2 separate regions of the Mus musculus genome follow, and region 2 is linked to region 1. Evidence: chromatin contacts called from public promoter capture Hi-C data. All regions are on one chromosome and are shown on one strand. The core of a region is the stretch at or near the end of the contact, and the rest is flanking DNA. Distances in the headings are between cores, read along the strand shown. Region 1 has its middle 27 kb from the start of Man1c1. Region 2 overlaps Maco1 (macoilin 1).

Evidence for each region. Capture Hi-C pulls out chosen DNA fragments and counts their contacts.
Region 2: a promoter capture Hi-C map of liver shows a contact between it and region 1. The contact joins two enhancer-like sites. A contact is called at or near these places in 4 of 484 Hi-C or Micro-C datasets (Sertoli cells, bone marrow-derived macrophages, cerebral cortex and 1 more), 3 of 115 datasets of contacts at active chromatin or transcription factors (acute myeloid leukemia and embryonic stem cells) and 3 of 9 other capture datasets (adipose tissue, liver and pancreatic islet).

The regions. Positions count from the first base shown.
Region 1 is chr4:134,728,308-134,734,121 of GRCm38.p6, reverse strand. No RefSeq gene overlaps it. Among named protein-coding and RNA genes, the nearest start is that of Man1c1, 27 kb to the right of the region's middle. Within about 2 kb of position 3,726, at least 52 of the 459 cell types and tissues checked have an H3K27ac peak or open chromatin away from gene starts, as enhancers often do. A contact at or near this core is called in liver, where this site is marked.
Region 2 is chr4:134,811,706-134,817,519 of GRCm38.p6, reverse strand. Maco1 (macoilin 1) reads left to right here. Exons shown (of 11, transcript NM_025382.6): 7 at 4,822-4,980. Among named protein-coding and RNA genes, the nearest start is that of Maco1, 39 kb to the left of the region's middle. Within about 2 kb of position 3,434, at least 37 of the 459 cell types and tissues checked have an H3K27ac peak or open chromatin away from gene starts, as enhancers often do. A contact at or near this core is called in liver, where this site is marked.

The DNA.
Region 1 (5,814 bases), core at 2,477-4,976:
ATGTGCACAGCTGGATGGGGGCGCTCAGCAAAATCCAGATGCCTCACCACAGGCCTGAGCCATAGAGCTGGGCTCTGGGTGCTAGTCCCAGCACCATCAACCTCCATGGGTCTTAGTTTCCCTATCTGTCCAGAGGGAGGGTGCCTTCATTCTTCCCTCAGACACTAACTGGGGTTTCCTTGGTCTTCTGGCCTTATTATTTGGGGTGCATGGTTTGATTTTGTATACTTCTCCTCTCTAATTTACATTAAAAAACCAATTGTTTTATTTTCATTTGTGTGTACGTATTTGTGTGTGCGCATGCATGTGCATGCCATGCGAGTGTGGGTACCTGCAAAGTCTGGAAGAGGGCATCAGATCCGCTGGGGTGGGAGTTCCTTGAATCCCGTGACATGGATGCTGGGAACTGAACCAGGGTCCTCTGGAAGAGAAGCAAACACTTAGCCAGGGAGCCACTGCTCTGCAGCTCCATGCCAGTCTCTTCAGAGGCTGAGCTCACAAGCCTGGCTAGGAAAATGAGCTTCAGTTTCACGCTCACTGACGTTTCCGCCCGCTCTGCTGGTCTTTAAGCTGCAGCTGCACTTTTTTGGATTAAGTTATTGGGTTCCATTGTCTACCACTCCTCTGCACCCAAATCCCTTCGAACCCCCAACACTCGGTAGGAGAGAAAGAGGGTGACAGGGGAAAGGGACACAGGTCTTTTTAGATTACTTCCTGATGACTAGGGATATCGAATTCTTTGGGGCAAATCGAGTCTTCTTCATCAGACTATCCAGCAACCCAACAATAACAAAAGTGGTAGGGATCACAACAGCAGAGACCAGCAGCTGTCCCAGGCTCTCGACTTTATACCCTCTTAAGAGTCCCCAGAATGCCAAATGCAAATTATCTGCAGCTGGCAAAAATCACGTCCCTTCTAGAACATGAGATAAATCATTGCGGCTGTGGACAATCTGAAGCAGCCCCATGCCCCAACCCCTGGACCAGAACAAAACATAATCACATAGCATAACTGGGTTTTTATAAGGAAACCAAAATCCTCACTACATTAAGGAGACACACATTTCTAGCCTATACCGTCTCTGTTCCTTTAACAGCTTACTTTAGTCTTCTTGCAAGGCAGGTTTACCGGCAGTAAATTCCACTATTTTTATCTTTTGCAGAAATCCTTATTTCTTCACTTTGTGCATATGCCTGTGTGATGTGTGTGCATGGTGCACACATTTGTGTGTGTGAGTGTGGCTGCACACCTGACGTGATGTGAGAGTGGAGGTCAGAGGTCAGTCTTCCTCCTACCTTGTTTGAAACTGGGATTCTTTTTGTCCTTTAGCACTGTGTAGCCCAGGCTAGCTGGTCTGCAAACTCTGGGGCTTTCTCCTCTCACCATAGGGGTGCCAGGGTCCCAGAGGTGCACTTCTGTGCATGGCATTACATCGGTTCTGAGGATTCAGACTTGGGACTTCAGTTTACCCATCATGCATCTCTCTCTTCAGCCCATCTTTCATATTTAAGGGCAAGTTCATGAGGTGCAGACTTCTTGGTTGGTGGGGCCTTTTCTTTGATCACATTAAAAATTCACACAAATGTGAATGCTTGAGACAACCTTGAGACAGGGTTTCTCTGTGTAGCCCTGGCTGTCCTGAAACTCACTCTGTAGTCCAGGCTGGCTTCCAACTCAGAGATCTACCTGCCTCTCCAGTGCTGGGATTAAAGGTGTGCCCCTCCCGCACTGCCCCCCCCCCCAGTAGTTTGCACAGGTTTTCTTTGGCCACTTCAGGGATGGTTTCCTTCATCTTTGGTTTGCTGTAGTTTGAAATCAATGTGACAGAGGTTGTCTGCTGTTTGGCTTGGCATTCCTTCATCTTTTCTCCAGGTTTGGCCTCTCACATTACTGTGGGAGAAAGTCACAATGATGACATCAAGTATTGTTTCTGGTCCGTTCTCTTGATCTTTGTCTCCTGGTATCCCCTTCACATGTGTGATACCTACTGCATTCACCCCACCACAGACACTAGAAACTCCCATAGCATCCTCCGTCTGTGTCACTCACTTCAGCAGCTAAACACTATCCTGCTTTCTGTGTGCTCCTCTGCCCTGGGCCTGTGATGGAAATGCAACCATATTCTCTGTGGTAACTCTCCCACTTAATGTAATGCCTCCCAGGATCAGTGTGGATGTCTCCCCCCTTCATCCTCCTCTCTCTGGTTTAGCCAGGACCCCTGCTGTGGCAAGGGTCAGCATGACAGCTCATTGCAGAACATGTGTGGAGTCTCTGGTATCCTGGCCCCCACAGTTTACCTATGTTACTCCTTAGCTGCTTCCCCCTCCCCACTCCTACCTGCAGCTACCAGCCTGTGGCTCCTGCTGTTAAGACCCCATGCTTCCCGGGCGGGCGCTGGGAGTCCTCTTAGGTGGGTGTTGGGAGGCTGTATGAGCTCAGCACCTTTCTGTGACCCCTGCTGAGCCTCAGCACATGGTAGGCCCCAGGCTGGCTGTTGTCCTTTGACCACAATGGTTCTCTATTCTCTTCTTACACTTCTCTTTTCTGAGGCTGCCCAAGGGAGGGGACAGCCTCCCATACCAGACAGTATCCCCGGAAAATGTATTTGCTTTTTCTATAAAAATCTATTTTTAGATATATTTACTTTATTTCATGTGTATGACTATTTTTGCTTGCCTATACGTCTCTTCATCATGTGTGTGCCTGGAAACTGGAGTAACGGATGGTTGTGAGCTGCCCTTTTGGTGCTGGGAATCAAACCTGGATCCTCTGCAAGAAGTGCTCTTCAGCCGGGCATGGTGGCATACACCTTTAATCCCAGCACTTGGGAGGCAGAGGCAGGTGGACTTTTGAGTTCGAGGCCAGCCTGGTCTACAGAGTGAGTTCCAGGACAGCCAGGGCTACACAGAGAAACCCTGTCTCGGAAAAAAAAAAGAAGTGCTCTTCACTGCTGCATGGTCTTTCGGAGACCCACATTTTGTTTTCTTGATACCTTTACCTCTGGGATTGGCTGGTGGGAAAATCTAGTGAGAATCTTGATTTTTTTGAAAAACACAGACATATGGGAATATGTCTTCATTTTGATCACAGATACGGGATATGGGGCTGCTTCAGACTGTCCACAGCAGCTGACTAGGAGTTAGCCTTGTGCTCTAAGAGGGGTGTGGTTTTGCTAGCCACAGACAATTTTGGAGATTGTGTGACCTTTGGAATTCTGGGGACACTTCAGAGGGTCTATAAATGCTAGGGCCCTGAGAGGCAGGGTGGGCTGTTGGCTGGTTGCTATTAGTTAAGTAGTTGTGTGCAAAGGAACTAGAAGAAGAAATTAGATATTCTGCTGGGTGAAAATCAAACTGGCCTAAAGGAACTTGATGCTCCTAATCAGCAGGAAGTAGTTTAAAGATAACGTCACCCCCTTTCCCCTCTATCCTTTTTATCCTCTCCTGTCTCCTGTTAGTGTGTTGAAAGGGTGGAAGAGAAGGGGTAGAGACAGGTGGAAAGTGGTTCTGGGTCTCACTTCTCACCCTGGGCTGTCCAGGTGCCTGCTGCACATGGGGTGGGAAAGGATAGAGGAAGGCGGAACCGGTGGATCAGCAGGACCTCAGGATGTCGATCCAGCTTCGAGGTCCCTTAGAAGGCATTCAGTGAAACACTGTGTGCGTAATAGCTCCAGGGCGCTTAGAGACCTCGGGAAGTGAGAAGGGGTGTGTCAGCTGAAAGAACTTTGGCTGAGGCTTGCAGAGCTGGGAACACCTCATTTGCATGGGAATGCCTCATTTGCATGGAGAGGCATTCCAAAGGCCTGCAGGGCAGGAGAATGGGAGTTGAACCAAAGACCAAGTAACGTTCCTCAGATAGAGGATGTGGGGGTCAGGCTCCCTAGATAAGGTCAGGCAGAGAAGAGGAAGCCCTGCTGAAAACGGCAGTCCTCCTTTTTGTGCAGAGCTCGGGGAGCTGTCCAGTCATGGTATACAACGACCTTTACAGCAACAAGGTTTCTCAACAATGGAAGAAAGAAGAACCAACAGAGTAGTCAGTCTGGCTACAGAAAATCTTCAGTTTCACATCTCTGAGGAATCCCTGTCCCCAGTCTTTTGAAAATGGAGAGGGAGGGTGGTCAGTTGCTCTCTCAGTGAGCTCTAGAAGGAGCGTCCTGCTGCCCCAGTCTGATGGCTTAGCAATGTTCTTGTGCGGGGCATGAAACCCAGGGCTTTGCATGTATTCAACTACTGAGCCACACCCCATCCGCATAAATACTCCGCTATGCCTCTGATCCTCATTATCCATTCAAGAAGCAAAGGGACACCCCTTCTCCTGCCCATCCCATAATCCCAACCAGTAGTCCCAACATTACTTCAGAATTAATATGAATGATTGGCTTCTGCAGGGCAAACCAGGAGGAGAAGGAGTGTGTGTGTGTGTGTGTGTGTGTGTGTGATGGCAGCCCCACTAGCGCTTGCAGACCACTTCGCCTCTGCTTCCCCTTATCTCACAGATACAAGAGGAAATGATGCCAGAGGTCGTCTCCCCCATAGATGGAGGTTTGCATCTTGCTCAGAGAGGTGAGGTGATTTGCCTGAGATCACACAGCAGGTGTGCATGGAAACCAGGATTTGATCCTGTGTCACGGATCAAATTTTTACTAGCGCAGGTTGGCTTGGTCTTTGGACCTATTCAGCTCCCCTGGGCCCCAGGATCCCAGTGGGCCCAAAATGGGATCTTTATCCCGCTCCACCTCATGATTTCTTCTTTTCACCAGCCTCCAGCATGGGGTGTGGAGAAGTGATTTTTGGAAACAAAGGTCTGACTGGCAAGAGAACTGTGGGCTTTGAGCCTGGTCTTCATCCCCATCTCACTGTTTTTCTGCTTTGGGGCTCTGGGTCCGACTCTGCCTGACAGTTTCCTCATCTGTCTGCTGTACTGGTGAGTTTTCTGCCAACCTGACACAAGTTAGAGTCATCTGAGAGGAAGGAACCTTGTTTGGGAAAGTGCTCTCATAGATCAGGCTGTAGACAAGCCTGCTGGGCATTTTCTTAATGACTGATTGACAGGGGAGGGGCCCAGCCCATGGTGGGTGAAGCCGTTCTTGGGCTGATGGTCCTGGGTTCTATAAGGAAGCAGGCTGAGCAATCCAGGGAAACAAGCCAGTAAGTAGCACCCGTCCTTGGCTTCTGCAATAGCTTGTGCCTCCAGGTTCCTGCCCTGCTTGAGCTCCTGTTCTCACTTCTATGACATCGACCAGTGATGTGGAAGTGTGAGCTGCGTAGGCCCTTTCCCCCTCAGATTGCTTTCGGTCATGATGTTTCTGTCAAGAAGGAAATTAACCCTTCTTATTTATTCCCATTTTGTAGATGGCTTGGAGACAAGATGTGAGGCAGTGACACCTAGACTCCTTACCTCCAGCCACAGCTCTTTCCTCTATACCTGGCCACTGTCTTTTCAGGGCTCTGGGTAGTGTCATTCCCAGGGAACAATCGTTAGGTGGCATGGACAGTTTGCAGAGACCTGGACTTCTGAAGACTGGTCCTGCCTGACCCATCACTCTGACCTGGGCAGGCGTTCCCTGCAGCTGTGCTGGAGTCTTCCCAGGGGCCTCGTGCCTAGATCCCTGCTTCCCATGTGTGGGGTGTACAGTATATTTGTGTGTGTGTATGAGAGAGAGTGTGTATGTATGTGTGTGTGTGATGGTATGTGTTTGTAGTGTATGTACTCATGTGTATATGTGTGAGTGTGTGTATGTGGGCATGTGTATGGCTATATTTGTATGTGTGTGTTTATGTGTGTGTGCATGTGTGCATGTGTGCATTTGTGTA
Region 2 (5,814 bases), core at 2,185-4,684, 84 kb before region 1:
ACTATTTAATCAGAACTTCTTTCTTCTCATTAATACATTATACATGTGTATTTTACCTAGAGAAGTATTGACCTTCAGCTCCAAGGGGGTTAAGTGTACCATTAAGACAGGTAGTCATATCTGCTTACTAAATGTCCCTAGCACCTGACTGTCTCAGTTCAGTTCAGCTTGCTAATTCACATATTTCTCCTAAAATTTCCAGCATCCATCATTCTATTAAGCAGATACAACAATTGAGCCACGTCTTATAAAATTAGAAAATGGAGTGGCCAGGCATAATGATATACATCATCAATCCCAGTACTTGGGAGACAGAGGCAGGCAGGTCTCTGTGAGTTCAAGTGCAGCCAGGATTACATAATAAGACCCTAGCTAAAAAGAAGGGGAAGAGAGCCTGTGTAAGTAAATTATACAGTAAATGTCCTTATATACTCCCCGTGTGTGTGTGTGTGTGTGTGTGTGTGTGTGTGTGTGTGTGTGTGTGCGCGCACGCGCGCGCACATATATATCACATATATATAAGGTATGGCGTGTGAGGTAGAGGGCAACTTCTGGAAGTTGGTTCTCTCCTTTCATGGTGTGGGTTATAGAATGCACCTTCATCCACTGAGCAGTTGTTAGCACCATACAGTAGAGCACCGTGCAGTAGTTTAAGGAAAGTGTCTGAGTAGGTGAAGGTGCAGCTGATATTCAGGCTGTATGTGTGTTAACCCCCTTCATGATAAATGTATTACATGCATGGAAAGTGGGGAAAAGGCTCGTAGGGAAGAAGTACATCAGATGCAAGCCGAGTATGATTTGATTCAGCCTAAATGAGAGGAGTGTGAGTTGTTTACACTTTGAATTCTTTTGTTAGATTTTTTTTTTTTTAATGCTGAGTGCATTTCTTGTTTTTGTTTGTTTGCTTGTTTGTTTTTCGAGACAGGGTTTCTCTGTATAGCCCTGGCTGTCCTGGAACTCACTCTGTAGACCAGGCTGGCCTCGAACTCAGAAATCCGCCTGCCTCTGCCTCCCAAGTGCTGGGATTAAAGGTGTGCGCCACCACTGCCCGGCTGCATTTTATTCTTATAGTAAAAAGTTAAACCCAGTGAGAGGTTATAAATCATTTTACCACCTGTTTCAGTAAAAATTTGAACTATGTAGTAGGTCTTCAAAGTGACAGTTTCTTGCAGTAGCCCATGGAGATTGCTCACTGCGTTTTGACTTGTGCTTTTAAGTCGAGGTTTTGCTGCTCAGGCAGCTCAGACAGTCTTTAGTCTTTAGTAGAAGTTTCTTTGTCAGTATTTGAAATGCTTAGATTATGGATTTCTTAGGTCACTGAGACTTTCTCTTAGCGTACTCAACTAATGTCATTAGGTAGTGATCGTGAAGCCCAGGGTTTCTCAGGCAGGGACGCTGATCTTAACTATCACGCTTTGGAAAGCAGTAATTAAGAGTTGGTGGAGCTAATGACAGTAGTTAGGAAAAGACTGAAGCATTTTTGTCCTATTTTTTTATGAGAATAAATTGTTTTGTATTTTCAAAACAAACCATTTCTCTGGAGGTAGAAGTGGGTGGATCTCTGAGGCCAACCTGCTCTACAGTGCTTCATCGTAAGCCTCTGTCTTGGGGTGAAGGGGGGCGGGGGTGATGAGGTTTCCTGAGCTAGAAATGTAGCTCAGTGGGAGAGTCTAGTATTCAGGAAGCTCTGGATTCAAGCAGTTTCCTACTGCAATATGCCATATCCACACTAAAGTATACAGATCTTGAATGTGTACTTCTGAGCATGTACACACTAGAGTATATAGATCTTAGATGTATACTTCTGAAAAAGTATCCTTTCTTTCTTAACAAAGGAAACATATTTTTGTAACTTCCCTCTTTTTGTTGTATAGTACTGCTGGTTTGGCTTTGACAATATTCTCATTGAATTCCACTTCTAAAGAGCATTTTGGGAGACCAGGGAGATGGCTCAGAGGGAAAAGGCACTTGCTGCCAAGCCCAGTGACTTGAAGTAATGGCTCTCACTCACTTACACTGTGGAAGGAGCGAGCATACTCTCAGAACTTGTCCTCTGACCTTCACGTGCATGCACGCATGCAGATGTGCACACTAACTAGATAAGTGGAAAGAAACTTTTTAAAGCATTGTGTTCTGTATTTTACCAAAATTATGTTTGTATCCTTTGTTCTCAAAACTCTTTATATTATTGCAAATTTCAAGAAATCCCAAAACTTTACTTAGAGGAAATAATGTCTTTTGAAACAGTATTTCTCTGTGTAACAGAGTTCTGGACATCCTGGACTCCCTTTGTAAAGCAGACTGGCCTGAAACTCTGTCTCCCTGAAACTCTTGTGTCTCCTGACTGCTGGGATTCACTGCATACATACCCTGAAGGCCATTGTGTCATAGAGACATTTCACTTAACGTGAAAGACTGGAAGTCCGGCAGTAGTGGTGTGTGCCTTTAATCCCAGCACTGAGGAGACAGAGGGAGGCAGAACTCTTTGAGTTCTGGGCCAATCTGATCTACAGAGGGAGTTCTAGGACAGCCAAGGCTACACAAAGAGATCCTGTCTTAAAAAAACAAAACCAAGACCACCACCAACAACAACAAAACCAAAACAGAAGACTTTTAAAATGAAAAAAAGTGATAAGTACAAAATTACTAAAATGTAGCATCTGAAAGAAGGGGCTTTTTTTCTTCAGTGGCAGTAAGCTGTGCTGTGGAACCAGATTCCCCTATCTACATCTGGTACAACTTAATTAAGCTGCTGCTCAGAGGTAAATCAGCAGCTATTTCTAAATGTGTCAGGCCTCAAAATCCTAGAATAAGTGGGAAGAACCTTAGAGATGGTCAGCCGCAGATGAGGAAACTGCAAAGATGTGTGCAGAGTTGGCCCTAGAGGCTTAGGACCCTGATGACCGAGCCCTGTACAGACCAAATGCCTCTGTCCTCACAGAGGAGCCTGCCCTTTCACTAAACACGCACTACTTCCTCTGAGAGGCTGGCCTCACAAGAGATGTGAACATGAGCATGCACTTGTTAATGGGACGAACCCTACGCAGCCTATTTGTAGTGTAGCCCTTGGGTTACTTCAGGTGAATGAAGGACAGCATAGCTATGATCTAAATGCTGATCTTCAAGTACACTGAACTGAAATGACCTTGGTGATAGGGACAGTGTGGTGTGATGTGGACCTGTGACTCTTCCCTAGGGAGTGAACCCTGGCAGGAGACCAAGCAGTGCCCCTGGAACTCAGTCTCTAGGCTGTGCTCTCACAAGGAAGGGAACACTGGTGATAGCGCCTGCAGTATGACTTTGGGGCTCGAGAGTCGTTTTAAAGTTGTCTAATGGTAGTTAGGGGAAGAAAGTGTTCAGCTTTCTGTAAGAGACCAGGGAACATTACTGAGTGAGTATTGATTTCTGCAGTAGGCCCTGAGGACTTTGCACATAATAAAACATGTATGAGCTTTAGTCTGTGGATCTGACAGTCCAAAGGGAGATCCCCATTGTGCACCGGAAGCCGTGCTTCTGTCAGTGTGCTGGACTAGAGGCGCTGAGGAGTTTTCTCAGGTTGGGGTGGTAGTTGAGAGGTTAAGTGTGGCTTAGCATGAGCAAGCCCTGGCATGTCCTTAACACCGGGGAGGGATGGGGTTTCTGCACACAGAACCCAAGCACTGATGTTTGCTCATCTGTCCATTTGTGTCTTGTAGAAAAACTGTCTTCTCAGAGCTTCACTGTAGTGTACGTCCTGGGCCTGATCTTCAGCTCGGCTATCGAGGTCCAGCTGACTCTTTCCTACTGGTTCTAGTACAGTCTTTCTCAGGCACCAGACTGAGGGCTTGTCCAAGCACCATGGCTGCTCGTGCCTCGGAGGTTTTAAGTGTGCCAACTCCATTCGGAGCACTCCTCCTTCCCTGCTTCCCATCCTCTGCACAGCCTGCCCCAGATTGCTGGGCTGGGGAGGAGGATGGATGGATCCTGGGGATCCTGCCTGGCGATCGTGGGCTGCAAGATTTTCTTACTCTTATTTCTTCATCTGGGAAAAATGGGAATAATCATTGCAGTTGGCCCTTAGCTCTGCTGATTAAATTAGTTCACATTGCTACGGACCTATCGGGAGCAGTGCGTCCAGTCACTGAGGAGTGGCTGCTGCTATTATTCTTCCTAGTGTGTGTTTAATTGTAGCCTTTCTTGTGTTACTATCTAATTATTTTAGTCATCCAGTCTTTGGCCCCTGTTGAAATTATAGAGCCTTCCTGTGAAGAAGAGATTTGATTTTGCCCTTTAGTTCCTTTTACTGCTTGCTTATATTTAGACCCCAAGTGCATATCTCTTAAGCTGGTGTTATTATGGGCTAGATGGAGCAGGCAGTAAGGAATGGCACAGTAAGGTAGGTTTTAGCTTACAGTTTTCTTAATGTCCCTTTTCTTGAGCCTTGATGAGCTCTTGTGCCATACCAAAAGTGTGACTGTTACTTAGCAAGCAGTTTCTGGAAATGGATGGCGATCTTGTAGCCCATGATGAGGGACAGTGCAGTCTGATCTAGGAGAGTGTCAAAAAGAAGAGTCTCTGGCTGGGTTCTGAGTTTATTGCTCTGGCAGGCTTTACTTGCTAAGGAAGTCAGCAGTGGGGAAGAGACTTGAATGTTTAGCTCTCCTGTTTTTCCCTGCTCCTTTATCCACTACTCAGGTAGACATTGGGGACAATCAAAAGTTAAGCCCTCCTGTGAAGGCAGTCACACCATAGAACTAAGCACATCACAGGTCGTCCCGTGGAGACCGTCCCACTCCCTAAGGCGTCTCACAAATGAAAATGCTGCCTTTCTCCCTTTCCCAGGCTGGAACAAGACATTAAAAAGCTAAAGGCTGACCTGCAAGCCAGCCGGCAAGTGGAGCAAGAGCTGCGCAGTCAGATCAGCGCCCTCTCAAGCACAGAGCGAGGCATCCGCTCAGAAATGGGCCAGCTCCGGCAGGAGAACGAGCTGCTGCAGAACAAGTACGTGCACCTAGGGGCCTTGAGCAGGGCCTCCTGGTACCAGGGGAGGACAGTCTCAGGCTGACCAGGAGACACGGCCCAACCTTCCTATTCATTGATGTTTAATTTTCCGTGTTCCCATCAATTCTACACTTGCTTTGTTCCAGCAAGAGTTTCATAATATTATCTCTGCTTTAGTAATGTAGTTAACTGTAATATTAGTTACTAAGCTTTTGTGATAAGTAATGGTGATAAGGAATTTTGCCACTCTTTGCAAAGTGTGATCTTTTCCTGAGGACTAGGCTATATTTACTTTGAATCTCAGAACTGAAAAATGACAGTGAGCTTTGGTTTCATTTGAAGAGACAGGCAGAAGCTGGCTCTTCTGTGTGAATTCCTTAAACTTTCTTTATTTCGTTCTGGAGTTAGTTGCTGATTAAGGTAAGGTTGTCTTTGTAGTCTCTAAGCTGTGTGTGTCTGTGACAGTGATGTCTCTCATAGGCTTCCCCACAAAGAAGATTCTCACTTAGAGTTCCAGGAGTTAACTGTCTGCTAGAGTCCACCATGCAAGAACCCTGGCCATCGTCTGAGCAGCTTGTGCAGTTGTTAGCGTTGGCCTCTGGGGGACAGTCTGAGGGCTGGCTCCCTTCACCTTGCTGTGTGAAGCTGTAGAGAACTGAGGGCTGAGAGAGGAGAACAGGCTGCAGCATGGCTGTCATACAGAAGCATAGCGTGGCAGAGGCCAAGCCAAGGGAATTGCCACAAGTTCAAGGACACCCTAGGCTACGTAGTGAGATCTTGCCTAAGAAAACAACTGAAAAACAGAATAACAGACCTTCCCCTCCCACCAACTTT